2 separate regions of the Mus musculus genome follow, and region 1 is linked to region 2. Evidence: chromatin contacts called from public Hi-C data. All regions are on one chromosome and are shown on one strand. The core of a region is the stretch at or near the end of the contact, and the rest is flanking DNA. Distances in the headings are between cores, read along the strand shown.

The links. A called contact is a pair of places that touch in the nucleus more often than the background predicts.
Region 1: a contact with region 2 is called in a Hi-C map of B cells, with 3 times the contacts expected there. The contact joins two enhancer-like sites. A contact is called at or near these places in 1 of 39 promoter capture datasets (hippocampal neurons), 2 of 15 datasets of contacts at CTCF or cohesin (large pre-B cells and pro-B cells), 2 of 484 Hi-C or Micro-C datasets (B cells and cortical neurons) and 1 of 9 other capture datasets (embryonic stem cells).

Annotation. Positions count from the first base shown.
Region 1 is chr6:123,936,816-123,939,603 of GRCm38.p6, forward strand. It overlaps the pseudogene LOC100417034. Among named protein-coding and RNA genes, the nearest start is that of Vmn2r25, 85 kb to the left of the region's middle. Within about 2 kb of position 1,341, at least 6 of the 459 cell types and tissues checked have an H3K27ac peak or open chromatin away from gene starts, as enhancers often do. A contact at or near this core is called in B cells, where this site is marked.
Region 2 is chr6:122,891,201-122,893,900 of GRCm38.p6, forward strand. No RefSeq gene overlaps it. Among named protein-coding and RNA genes, the nearest start is that of Necap1, 18 kb to the left of the region's middle. Within about 2 kb of position 1,426, at least 6 of the 459 cell types and tissues checked have an H3K27ac peak or open chromatin away from gene starts, as enhancers often do. A contact at or near this core is called in B cells, where this site is marked.

The DNA of each region.
Region 1 (2,788 bases), core at 91-2,590, 1.0 Mb after region 2:
ATTGTGAGAAGTGGAAGGGAGGAGCATCCTCTCAGAGGAAAATGGGATTGGATTGGATTAAAAACTCTAGATGGGAGACTGGGAATGGTGGCAACATTTGAAATGTAAATGAATCTGTGACAAAAATGTGCCAAGTACAATTATATACATATTTCTTATAAATAATTGTATTCATTATAAATATCAAAATAAGCATATGTCAAAAGTAACATATTTAAAATAAGAAATAAAATTCCTAAAGATGCAGCTATTACTGGGCACATATCCAAAGGATGCTCCGACATATATCAAGAATATGTGCTCCACTATGTTCCTTGAAACCTTATTTATAATAGACAGAAGCTGGAAAGAACCCTGAAATCTCTTAAGACAAGAATGAATACAGAAAATGTGGTACAATTAGAACATGGAACACTACTCATCTATTAAAAATGATGATTTCATAAATTTTGCAGGCAATTGAATAGAACCAGAAAATGTCATCCTGAGTGTGTTAACTCAGACCCCCCAAAAATACGTGGTATACACTCACTGATAAGTGTTTATTGATAAGTGTTTATTTACTGATAAGTGTTTATTGTTAAATCAGAATACTCCTCAGTAGAGAAAAGCTGGATGGGAGGAGCCACCAGAATGTCCTAGATGCCAGGGATGTGAGAGGCTCCAAGGACACAACTGAGATGACATTAGCCTCAATACCCAACAGATGGGAGAAAGAATCTGAAGAAACCACCTCCAGGATATTGGCATGGCAACCAGGTGAGAGATGTGTCCACTCATCCATCTAAAATTCTTAACTCAGAATTGTTCCTGCCTAAAGGAAACATGGGGACAAAAATGAAGCAGAGACTAAAAGAAAGGCCAGGCAGAGACTGCCCACCTTGGGATCCATCATAATCACAGACACCATAGCCTGACACTGTTGCTGATGCCACGAAATGCTTGCAGACAAGAGTTAGTATGGCTGTCCCCTGAGATGCACTGCCAGCATCTGACTAAGATAGATGCAGATACTCACAGCAAACCATGGTACTGAGCCCACCCAGGGTCTCCAATAGAAAAGCTAGGGGAAGGACTGAAGAAGATGAAAGTGATTGCAACCTCATAGGAAACACAGTATCAACTACCTGGACCCTCAGAGATCCTATGGGTTAAACCACTCACCAAAGAGTATACATGGATGGGTTTATAGCTCCTGCTACACATGAAGCAGAGGACTGCCTTATCTGGCACCAAAGGGAGGCGATGTGCTTACTTCGGAGCATGTTTGCTGCCACAGCAAAGGGAGATGCTAGAGTGGTGAGGGAGGACTTGGTGGGCTGTTGGGGAAGTACCTCTTAGAGTCAAAGTTGAGGGAGTGGGGAGAGAATGAGGATTTGGGGAAGTGAGACTGTGAAGGGGAACATCATTTGAAATGTAAATAATTACAATAATCAATTTTTTAAAAGTACATTCACAAAATCTCATAACAATAGAAATCTGTTTGGGCATGGTGGTGCATGCCTTTATTCCCATCCCTGGGGGAGCAAAGGAAGGAGGGTCTCTGTGAGGCGATCCTAGGCTACATAGGAAGTTCAAGACCACACAAGATGGCATAGTGAGAACCTATCCCAAAAAATAAACAAATAGGTAAGAATTTAAAAAATGAATCATCATGGCAGTATAACACATTTTACTAAGATTTGAGTTACTTCCCTGAGTATAGTAGGAAACATGAAGCACTGGATCTCTATTATTTGCAAACTAAAACATTTCTAAGTAACCCTTGTCAAGTTTATTACTAATTAAGATGCACTGGCTGATAAATGCTACCTTTCTTGCATTCTTTATAAAAATCATTACAGATCAACAGAAAGATTTTTAAACAAAGACAAAAATAAAAACTTCCTTCTCAACAAGAAAAATTACAAATGGGCCAAAGGGCCAGCCAGAGTAAGTCTGACCCGTGGTGCTCTGCAAAAATAAATGTTATGTGGCAATCTGAGATGATTAAATAAAATAATCAGGAATATGTTCACAGTCTTCACGGTGAAGATACATGAGTAGAATTATTATATTCTTCATACTTTGTAATGTTCTAAAACTACATTTAAAAAAGACAGAATTAGTGATGGTAAATAACAAGAGATTTTCTTGGAGTAGTAAGCATACAGGCTGTCATTACTTTTTTTCAATTTTAAAGATTTTAAAATTAAATTTATTTTATAAACATTATTTCATCGTATGAATCAATTATTCTTCAGAGGAAAAATGATAACAAAATAGTAAATTACTGAGCAGTCCCATCCCTCATCAATAAGCAATACCTGGGTTAACTAGCATTTATTACTATGTCACTATGTTTTAGCCTAAAGAACTATTATTCTTTGTGTACCTGTGGGATGTTATAGAGACTTAAAACCCAGGAGATCTGAGTGGATATTGATGTTGAAATGCCTCCTATCACTGAGACCAGCTTGTCAGTCTCCCTAGGCCTGCAGGTATAGTTAGGAATTGGGGGGCTCTCTCCTGAGAGCAAAGCCATAGACCTTTCCATGGCCTTTGTCTCAATAAAGTCAACATTGAAGAGATTGAATCCCAGGGACATATTGGATAGAATATGTGGGTCCTTGTTGATTTTTTCTATTGAAAAAAAAAAAAAACATTGCCAACATGTGCTAATAATGTCTGGTGAGATCCCTAGGAGGAAAAATTGGAAAGATCATTTTTGTCTTCTTTTTCTACATTAATTTTTAACTAAAATATAATTACATCCTTTACCTCCCTCTCTTTTCTACATGCATCTCCT
Region 2 (2,700 bases), core at 176-2,675:
ATGCAGGTCAGTCAGAAGAAAGCTTCAGGTCTCTTGGAGTTGGAGTTGCAGGTTCTTGTGACTTCCCTGACATGGGTAATCTCAGGTTCTGTAAAGGCAGTGGGCACTCTTAGCTGCTGAGCTATCTTTCCAGCCGTTAAAAAAAAAAAACAACTTTGACTAAAATAATATTCTTTTTGACATGTGATGTATGCCTCTGTGTTGGGAGCATTCATCGAAGACTACTCACTTAAGACATGGGTTTAAGCCAACAGAAAGTCTTTTATTAGCCAGCTGGTAACTACACTGGATGTTCAGAATAAGAACACATTCTGGGTTGACATACTACAGTTACCACGAACAGCTAGCCAGAAATGGAACTACAGGAGCCGAAAAGCGAGGTTAGTACATCTAGAGACTTTCCCAGAACTATGGACTTTGAAGGATTCGGTCTTTGTTTTTATTTTGGCAGGTGGTGCTGCCCGTGTGCTGGGTTCCAAGGCCTGAATGGTGCTTCCATCATGGAGTCAGTTGTGCTAAGGTCTGAGGGCCTGTTGTTACATGTGTGTGTGTGTGTGCTTGTGTATGAGAGCACAGAGGCCAAAGGAAGATTTGGGGTACCCTGCTCTGCCACACTCAGGCTTATTCCCTTGAGACAGGGTCTGTCAGTGAACGTGGGGCATGAACATGAGCAGTCCCAACCATCCTCTGTCTCCTTTCTCCTCCATGCTGCGGATGTAGGTGAGTGCCTTGCTTTTCTCCGTGGATGTTGGTGATCCACATTCATGCTGTACAGCCGGTGCTCTGACCTACTGAGCCATGTCCCCGGCCCTGAGATGACAAGATTGGAGAGAAGAGGGTGATGTTTATTTACTTTGTTGCTTTTGTTTGTTAGTTTGTTTTTGAGACAGGGTCTCTATAAATAGTCTTGGCTGTTGTGAAACTCACTATGTAGACCAAGCTGACCTCAAATTCGTAAAAGTTTGAGGATTAAAGCCTGGGATTAAAGGTTTGTTCCACCATGTCCTGCTACTTGTTGCTTGAAGCCTGGGATCTATATAGGCTTGTGTGCCTTCCCCTCCCTCCCTCCCTCCCTCCCTCCCTCATTCCCTCTCTTTCTCCTCCCTTTCCTAATTTCCTTTTAAAAGATACAAGATGAGGACAGAACATAATTATAAAACTGGAGTGAGCTTGTTTTGTTTGCATTTGAGCCAGAAGTAAAATGACTGTCCATTGTGAGCTCATGTTTTGTCTCATTCATCTAATAACAATATCACATTCTCAGAGGTGTTGTAAAAAAGACATACTACTTAGTGTTTTTTGTTTGCTTTTTAGTTTTTTTTTTTTTTTTCTTGTATTTTCTGATGCTATGCTATAGCCAGAAAGAGAAGTCATAGCAACACTTCTTATGGATGTTACATCTGGCCGTGCCTGTCACTGTGTGACCACTAGAGGGGGCCATCTCCCTAGCAATTGGTCTCTAGCATTCGGGACAATTGTAGGACTTGTTTCTTAGACTTGCTAATGAAGGGGACTCCAGAAAGAAAGACACAAAGATCATCTGAGGTCTTTTTTGTTTGTTTATTAGTTTGTTTGTGAGTGTGTGTGTGTTTTAAGACAGAATATCTCTACATAGCACTGGCTATCCTGGTACTCACTATGTAGACTAGGCTGGCTCTGAACTCACACTGATTAGCCTGCTTCTGCCCTTAAGTGTGCCACCACCACCAAGCTTGTTCTGTTTTGTTTTGTTTTTAGAGACAGGGTTTCTTTTTGCAGCCCTGGCTGTCCTGGAACTCAATCTGTAGAGCAGGCTGGCCTTGATTTACCTGCCAGGTGTACACCACCACACTTGGCTGCCTGGGGCCATTTACCCAGAGTTAGAGCTTTTACCCAAGCCAGAGTTTGCTGGGAGTGTAGAAGTAACAGATGCCTAATCAGATTGAAAATAAGGACCAGAATGGCAGTTTCAGACTTTATTCCTTAAGTAAACATTTGATGGGGGATATGCTTACTAATGACCTGTCACAGATCATGTGTAGTAGATTGTTAGTGGCCAGGATCATGGATTTGGGATGAGCTATTATAGCCTTTATATAAAAATTTTCCTGTCACTGGCTTCCAGACAAATTATTCAAGTTTGTTTCAGCTCCCTGGTAGGCAAAATGAGGGCCCTAGGACGTGATAGAGTTGCTGTGACTGTAAAGTGACGACTAGTCAAAGAGACTGTGATTAGTTTCTGTAGGTCTCTCCACCAACTGAAATAACTGAAGTGCACGGATGAGGATCTGGAATGTGAAGGCTCCACATAAGTGCGCACCTCTGCTACTAACCCTGCCGCCCACTCCTGCCCCCATGCGTGCACCTAGCGTTGACCATGTGTGGTCTTATCCAGGCTAGGAAATGGATGGTGAGTGTTAGGGCATGGCACTGTCCTATACCTGAGATAGGTACCCTCTAGGGTGTGGAGTGGAGGAGCCATTAAGTAAGGTAGAAATGGAGAGTAGACGACGCTGGGGAGAGAGAGCGAGCATAGGACAAGCATGGGGAGACTGAGTCAACCGTGAGGCCCACACTCTTGGTTCTGTGATTCCAAGTAGCCTCCTCTGTAGCCTTTGTATTATATATAATGCCCTTCAGAGAGTCAGAAACCCCAAACCAAGTGCAGCCCTGCTGTCTCTCTCTTGGGTCATTAGACCCTTGGCTCTGCATTAGCTCTGT